Regions from separate parts of the Mus musculus genome. Here region 1 is linked to region 2. A link is a contact called in public Hi-C data. All regions are on one chromosome and are shown on one strand. The core of a region is the stretch at or near the end of the contact, and the rest is flanking DNA. Distances in the headings are between cores, read along the strand shown. Region 1 overlaps Gm12153 (a long non-coding RNA gene). Region 2 holds the start of Adra1b (adrenergic receptor, alpha 1b).

The links. Hi-C and Micro-C count contacts between places; a contact is called where the count stands out from the background.
Region 1: a contact with region 2 is called in a Hi-C map of ventricular fibroblasts, with 8 times the contacts expected there. The contact joins the enhancer-like site here to the promoter of Adra1b in region 2. A contact is called at or near these places in 4 of 484 Hi-C or Micro-C datasets (the HL-1 cell line, embryonic fibroblasts, uterus and 1 more) and 1 of 115 datasets of contacts at active chromatin or transcription factors (neural progenitor cells).

Annotation. Positions count from the first base shown.
Region 1 is chr11:44,011,409-44,015,509 of GRCm38.p6, reverse strand. All of the region lies in intron 3 of Gm12153 (a long non-coding RNA gene), which reads right to left. Among named protein-coding and RNA genes, the nearest start is that of Gm12153, 54 kb to the right of the region's middle. Within about 2 kb of position 1,454, at least 13 of the 459 cell types and tissues checked have an H3K27ac peak or open chromatin away from gene starts, as enhancers often do. A contact at or near this core is called in embryonic fibroblasts, where this site is marked.
Region 2 is chr11:43,834,420-43,838,075 of GRCm38.p6, reverse strand. Adra1b (adrenergic receptor, alpha 1b) reads left to right here and starts at 1,587. Exons shown (of 2, transcript NM_007416.4): 1 at 1,587-2,936. The coding sequence starts at 1,988.

The DNA of each region.
Region 1 (4,101 bases), core at 205-2,704, 180 kb before region 2:
CTAAGTTTGTGGCTCACTCTAAAATGTTATGAGCTCTGAGATCAAAGAATTGGCTAGAGTACACATTTCAAAAGGTTAAAACACCGAGTTCCACATGGTGTCCAAATAATAAAGGGTCACAGAAGACTAGAAAAATTAGAGGTAACCACAAGGGGAAGAGATCTTGAACGACCCCCCGGAATGAGTTTCAGATGGATATATGGAGAAACTGAAACCAATGTGAATCTGGGCTAGCAGTGGTATCTAAACTGGATGGATTGGAAGAACACATCTTTTGATGTCTAATGCAGCATACCTTTCTGAATAGAAAGAAAATAAAGCTAAAAGCAAAACACAAAACTCAGTGTTTAGGATTTCCTTCTACACTGTCATTTCTATGTTTTCAATACGAGTTATTGGGTTCCTACTAGATGCCAGGTCCTTTCCCTGGATGATAGGGACACTGGGTTGAACAAATAGGGCAAATACTATGGCCTCGTGGAGTCTCACTCTTTTTCTGGAGAGTAGACAATACATAAAGTCAGTGACTGTAAGGGAGTTTCACTGTGCTCAGTACTACTAAGAAATAAATAGGGACAGATGTTTGAAGTTCACTGGGATGACCATTTTAAATCAATTGGTCAGGAAAGGGATACAATATGTAAGCGATTATCCAAAGTCATTGAGGTAGTAAGACTCACACCTGAGCATTAAATGACCTCGGAGGACATAGACTAGAAGTAAAATATGCCTCACAAGCCTGAGAAGAGCAGAAACCAGTCCTCTGGAACTGAAGAAGACAGGGACGGACAAGAAGCTAACTGGGGCCAGACTAGAAAGGACTCCTAGACTGTTGTGAATTTTGAACTTCTACAGACTTGCAAGCTATCAGTCCTTCATTGGCTGACACAGAGCATGAAACTGAGAGAGATGAGTTAGCTTGCCCAAGATGATACAAATGGCAGTTAGGAGAGCTGGGGTAAACCCAAGCCTAGCTAGCTCTTCTATATCACCTGACACCACTCTCCCTCTCTGCTCCCATCCTCGGCCACCCCTATTCTCAGTCTTCCAACACAGTGTACATTCCTGCTCAGGGCCCTCACATTATTCCCCTCCATAGTGATCCTTCCTGCTAGTAGTGACCCCTGTTAAGACACAAGCCCCTCAGTGAGACCTACCTGGACCTTCTCCTCTCATTCATATCTCCTCATTCAATCTTCTTCACAAAACTGAATGCAGTACCTCCTTACCATGGTAACTGCATATTAGCTTAGCATCTTCCCTCCCTCTATCCCTCAACTGTGTGTCTAAGCAGCACCTACATATCCCAGTACCTGGCACAGAGGAGACTCTCAGCAGAAACACTGTAGAAGGAACACAGAGAGGCCTTCAGGCATCTGCTGTAGACACCAGTGGCTGTATGAGAGAGGTCTGGGGTGATCTGTTCCCTGCTTGGTTGTGGCACGAGACACTGTCTGTCTCTGGCTGCTCCACCATCTAAGACATCCATCATGTGACTCACCATCCCCCCCTCCCCCAGCAGCCTCTGGAATGAATGTTATTTGGAATAATTGGCCAAGCACTTAGGAAATGCTAAAGCTTATTTTTAAATATGATTAGGACCTGTCTCTTTCTTTCTGGAAAATCACATGTGCTCTTCAGAAACACAAAATAAAATTGCACCCTGAAAAACTAACTTTTTAATCTCATCTTCAGGATTCAATGAGTTGGTTTGGGTAAATCACATATCTCTACTTGGTTGGTAGAAAAACTGAGGCCAGAGCAAGATGAAATGCATCGTTAAAGGCCAGTTATATAAATGAGGGCAGAGACAGGGGAACTAAGAGCAGACACTGTCCTTACCTGATACTCTGCCTCTCCATTTCCAACATAAGAAGAATCTAGAAGGGAATTCCTGCCTTCTTAGTTTGATGTTTTACGTGGCAGGGAGGACCACCAACCATTCTAAGCAGGCCACAGGAAGCCTGTTTCTCTTTAAGAACCCATTAACAAGCTGGCCAAAAGCTCATTCTATTTCCATGTAAATAAATAAGGACAAATTTTCCCACCTCAGCCTCCCAGGGCTGAACCAAAATTCTCTCCCTCTGCACATTTTTGATAACCTGCGAATTCTGGAATACCTCACAGCTAAAGATTTCGTGCTCTGGAAGTCAATAATTCATTGTGTGTGGAGGGGGGGGTGGAAGGAGATAATTAACATTCTCTGGATTGCTTTGGCTGGGAAATAGCTTAGTAAGCATGAGCCCACTTGGGTGTTATATCCATCACGAGGGTAAAATAAATAAAAATGAATGCTTTCGGGGCACTGAGGCTGAAGAGTCTGTCAGGTAGCTTAAGCTAGGGGCAGCCTGAGATGGATTCAGACTTCTGCTTAGGAAAGGGAAGCAGTCTGCCTGTATAGTCTTGAGCTGAGAGTGGACATGTCACAGGTACGGAGGGATCTTGTCTTGATGCGGCTTTTCCTGGGCTTCCCAGCCCTGTTACAGTTCGCATCTGAAATGTCTCCCAGACCCAATATACTACAGGCTTGAGAGCAGCTGGTGGCATTAGTGGAAGGCATGGAAACTGTAGGGGTGCAGGCCTAGTTGGAGGAAGCAGACCCTTGGGGGGGGGGCAGGTCCTTGCAGGGTGTGACTTTTCCCAGGTGCTCTCCCCTTCTTTCTCCTCATACCCTCTCCTTAACTCTCCCCTTCTCCCTCTCTTCCCTTCTCTCTCAACCCCCAACTCTCTCATGTGTCTCTCCCTGTGGGGCAACTTTTCTCCAGCTTCATTCCTGTCAGGATGCTTTCCACTCTGCATCATCCCAAGCGCACAGCAATGGACACGGCAAACCTTGAACTGAGCTGCCTGAGAAACTGATCCTCCTTCCTCCTTTATGTTAATTTTCTCAGCTCTTTGGCCTCAGCCACAGAAAGCCGAAGCACACAAGCCCACACTTCAAGCTTTTCCATGAGCTGTTTTCTAACTTCCGGTTTCTTCCCTGACCTCCTTTATCAAACCTCACAGCTACAGTTGGTCTTCCTCAGGGCACCCTCCCTCTACACAGGAACAATGACATGGGTGAAGGGGGGGTGAGGGAGCAAAACACCGCTGTTGCCTTCATCTCCATCATGGCTAACCTTTCTGAACTGTCTGATGTGCTAAGGTTTATGGTGTGCTAGGAGGACTTTATTTGCATTATTAAGTTTGATACCTCCTGGGATAAATGGCTACTCTTTGGACCTCACAGTAAGCTAGAAATAGTTTTTAAAATGTGTCACATGGTGGGAAATAGCTAATGAAACACATAACCCCATGGGGAATGGTGGAGGCAGCTGGAGAGAGATTGGGTATATTTATGCACAACAGAACCATAAATGGATGCTGGGATATACCTAACCTTTGTGGTTGACGTCATGGGGGAAATGGTTTCTCTGTCTATTAACCAAGATCAAGGAAGGGTACGGCATGACTCTGCCGTCTGGGTGCCCATCCCATGGGACTTCTGTTGGCAGGAGACTGTCAGCCTGTGTTGATAATAGACCATGGATCTATCCCAGTATGGCAGTTCCTGCATTTTATGTTGTTATCATGGGTAGAGAGCTTTTATTTCCATCTGCGACTCTGATTTCTATGCTGATCTGCTGTTACATCAGCATCTTTATTCCAATGTCTATATTCTGGTACTAAGAGGAAAAATGTCACATTTTACTACCATGACTTAAAAAGGAATTTTTGTAACTTAGGGAGTTGGTTCTGTCAGAAAGATTCTTGTTATGTAAGTATACATGAGGCCCTGAGTTCAGTCCTCCAGCAAGTCATCTAAAAATGTCTGGGGTGTCCTTCAATCCCAGCATTGGGGGGCTGAGACAGGAGGATTTCAGGCCATCCAGTCTAGCCAATCTCCAAACTCCATGTTCAGTGTAAAAGAGTGTTTTTCAAAACAAGACAGAGCAGGGTGTGGGGAACAGGGAGATGGCTCCACAGTCAAGAGGGCTGGCTATCTCCAAAGGACTGAGCTGAATCATGAGGACCCACATCTGTGACTCACAGCTGCCTGTTATCCAGTGCCTTCCTCTGGCTTTTGGTGGCACATGCACCTATGTGTACAGACACACACAG
Region 2 (3,656 bases), core at 338-2,837:
CAATAGGCATATGTACTTGAAAAAAACGGCTCAACTCCCTTATCACACGGGTCCCATCCTCAAAACAGAAATCAAAATGAGACTAGTTCTCTCATCAAGTCGGGAGAAAAGGCAGCATGAACGTAGCACATGGTCTAGCATCTAAGTATTGGGAGACAGAGAATCTTGAGTTCAAAACCAACCTGAAGACCTTCTTTCTTTTTTTTTTTTTTTTTTTTTTTTTTGAAGACCTTCTTTCTAAAAACAAACAAACAAACAAACAAACAAGAAAATTCTTCCCTGGTTTGACTTTTTTCTTCTTCCTTTTTGTAATTACCCACCTCTGGAAATAGGGTTTGTAGCCTAATAGCCTACATGTATACAAGGCAATACAAGAAAAGAGCCAACAGGCAAGACCCCCCCCCCCAAGTCCCTTCCCCAGGATTTGGCAATCAGTCCTCACTCTCTACTCCCAGAGATACAACTAGCTCCCTCTCACCCTTCCCTCCCTTCCTCCCTCCTTCCCTCCTTCCCTCCTTCCCTCCTTCCCTCCCTCCCTCCTCCCTCCTTCCCTCCCTCCCTCAACTATCTCTTTAGTGACAACCCCAAGCCCCTTCTTAAAATGTCAAGTTCAGCCTAGAGATGCTGCTCACTTGGTAGAGTATGTGCTTGCCTAGAATGCACGAAGCCCTGAATTCCATCCCCAGTATCAAATAAACCAACCACGGCGGTACATGCTTGTAATTCCAGCACTCAGGAGGTGGCCATAGGAAAATCAAGAGTTCAAAGGTATTCTTGTGTTATACAGTGAGCTGGAGGGCAACCTGAGCTACATCATACTCTGTCATTAAAAAAAAAAATCCAATTCATATTCTTCCATACCCTGGTTGCATTTCTCTGTCCTCAATTAATCTTCTCCTAAACTCCTGTCATTAGATGTCTCGCTTCAGATTTTGCTTGTTTGATAAGCTTCCACTTGCCGGTCAGGAATCTGGGTACCCTTCTAACTGTTGGAGAACAGTGCCTAGAATGGAGCCACTGCCTGGAGGTGGACATTAACAATCCACTGAAGGAATGTGTGCAGGGAATAACTGAACGAATGAATGAGCAACAGAAGTTTCTAGGTTTTATCAAGGCCAAAGAGGTTGCAAGGGGGAACTAAAGTATACGCCTGGTCTCAGATGTGACTCAAGTCTCTGTCACCTGCCTAACGCAGGGATTTTCTTCCTTTTGTAGAAGCCAGTTGTGTAGAAGTTGCACATCTCTCTGAACCCATGGCTTGACTCCAGGAGCCCCCATTAGAGGTAAGCATCCCCACCCTACCTTTTAACTGAAGCGTGAACAGGGGGAAAAAATAATCCCAGCGGGCCCCCTGGGGTGTATGAACCGGGATGCCCACACCCGGATCCCCTGCTCTGCTCCCCGCCCCATCCCCGCAGAGGGAGCGGTGCCGGGCGCGGCAGGTCTCCAAGCCGACTAGGCTGGCGCTGGCGTCGGGGCTGCGCTCCTTGGCTGGACCCGCATTGCCCCCTAGTGCCGCACAGAGTCAGGGCGCCCGGGCTTCCCCGCCTGATGTCACCGCCGTGCAGTCAGCCCAGAGGCGGCTCATTGAAAGCAGACCCTCCTCGCGATCGCTGGGCGGAGAAGGCACCGCGGTCCGTAGACCCGCCGCGGGCCGGGCACAGCCGGGCACCCCCGGCCCGGCGCCCGCTCCTCCCCGCGCTCCCGCGCCAGCCCGGCCAGGCGCGCCTGACGTGGACCATTAAACTTGGAGCTGCCGCCTCGTCCCCTCTCTCCTCCTCCTCCCTCTGACAGGCGAGCGAGCCGCTGGGTGCAGGCAGGCGACGTGCTGCCGGGCTAGGCTGCCCGGGGGAGATGACTTCTCGCCAGGAGGACGCCTCTGGAAAGAAGACCACGGAGGGAGCAAAGTTTCAGGGCAGCTGAGGAGCTTTGGTCGCAGCCCTTCCGAGCCCAATCTCCTCCCTGGCTATGGAGGGCGGACTTTAAAATGAATCCCGATCTGGACACCGGCCACAACACATCAGCACCTGCCCACTGGGGAGAGTTGAAAGATGCCAACTTCACTGGCCCCAACCAGACCTCGAGCAACTCCACACTGCCCCAGCTGGACGTCACCAGGGCCATCTCTGTGGGCCTGGTGCTGGGCGCCTTCATCCTCTTTGCCATCGTGGGCAACATCTTGGTCATCCTGTCGGTGGCCTGCAACCGGCACCTGCGGACGCCCACCAACTACTTCATTGTCAACCTGGCCATTGCTGACCTGCTGTTGAGCTTCACAGTCCTGCCCTTCTCCGCTACCCTGGAAGTGCTCGGCTACTGGGTGCTGGGGCGCATCTTCTGTGACATCTGGGCAGCGGTTGATGTCCTGTGTTGCACGGCCTCCATCCTGAGCCTATGTGCCATCTCCATTGACCGCTACATTGGGGTGCGATACTCTCTGCAGTACCCCACGCTGGTCACCCGCAGGAAGGCCATCTTGGCGCTCCTCAGTGTGTGGGTCTTGTCCACGGTCATCTCCATCGGGCCTCTCCTTGGATGGAAAGAACCTGCGCCCAATGACGACAAAGAATGTGGGGTCACAGAAGAACCCTTCTACGCCCTCTTTTCCTCCCTGGGCTCCTTCTACATCCCACTGGCGGTCATCCTGGTCATGTACTGCCGAGTCTACATCGTGGCCAAGAGGACCACCAAGAATCTGGAGGCGGGAGTCATGAAGGAAATGTCCAACTCCAAAGAGCTGACCCTGAGAATCCACTCTAAGAACTTTCATGAGGACACCCTCAGCAGTACCAAGGCCAAGGGCCACAACCCCAGGAGTTCCATAGCTGTCAAACTTTTTAAGTTCTCCAGGGAAAAGAAAGCAGCCAAAACCTTGGGCATTGTAGTCGGAATGTTCATCTTATGTTGGCTCCCCTTCTTCATCGCTCTCCCACTTGGTAAGTTGGGGGCTGGCAGAGGGGAGGTAGACCTACATTGGTTTTCCTGATGATCTCACACCAAAGTTTTTGTGTGGGTTTGGTTATTTTTATGCCATCAGTGTGTGTTTGGAGACTGGATAATACTATTTGTTCTGCAAGGGCTTTGCAGATTGGGGAACTGGCTAAGAACCAACTCAGGTGTTGGTGAAAAAAAAGCTAAGATACTAGGCACTTGAAATAGAAGCACGGAAGGAGAATCTGGGATGTGGAATGACTCAGTCACTGGCCTCAGTTTAATAATTAAAAAGGACACTGGGCTCCAACATCTCGCCAGTGTTATTTCGGTAGTAACGATGTATCTGAGAAGGCAGCGTCACTAACACAGAATACCAAATAGTTTGTAGTTACTGCAGACGCGGCATTGGGGAAGCAGAGAGGCGGCTCCTACAGAGAAAGGCAGTGTTCATTCAATATTTGCAGGGACCACGTTTCTCAGCCTTGCAGAGGCTGCGGTCTTCCTCTCCTCCCTCCCTGCTGGCTCTCCCCTTTCTGCACTGTCGTTCTTACCAGATAATAGGAGCATCCTACAGCCACACAGCTTCCATGGGCCTTTAAGTTTCTGAAGCTTGGGATTTCAAAGCGAAATATTTTCCGTTTTCACCCCCAAAATGCTCCCAACTCTGGCAATTTATGAAATGTTCAGAATTTAATTATAGCTGACCCTCACCTTCAGCGATA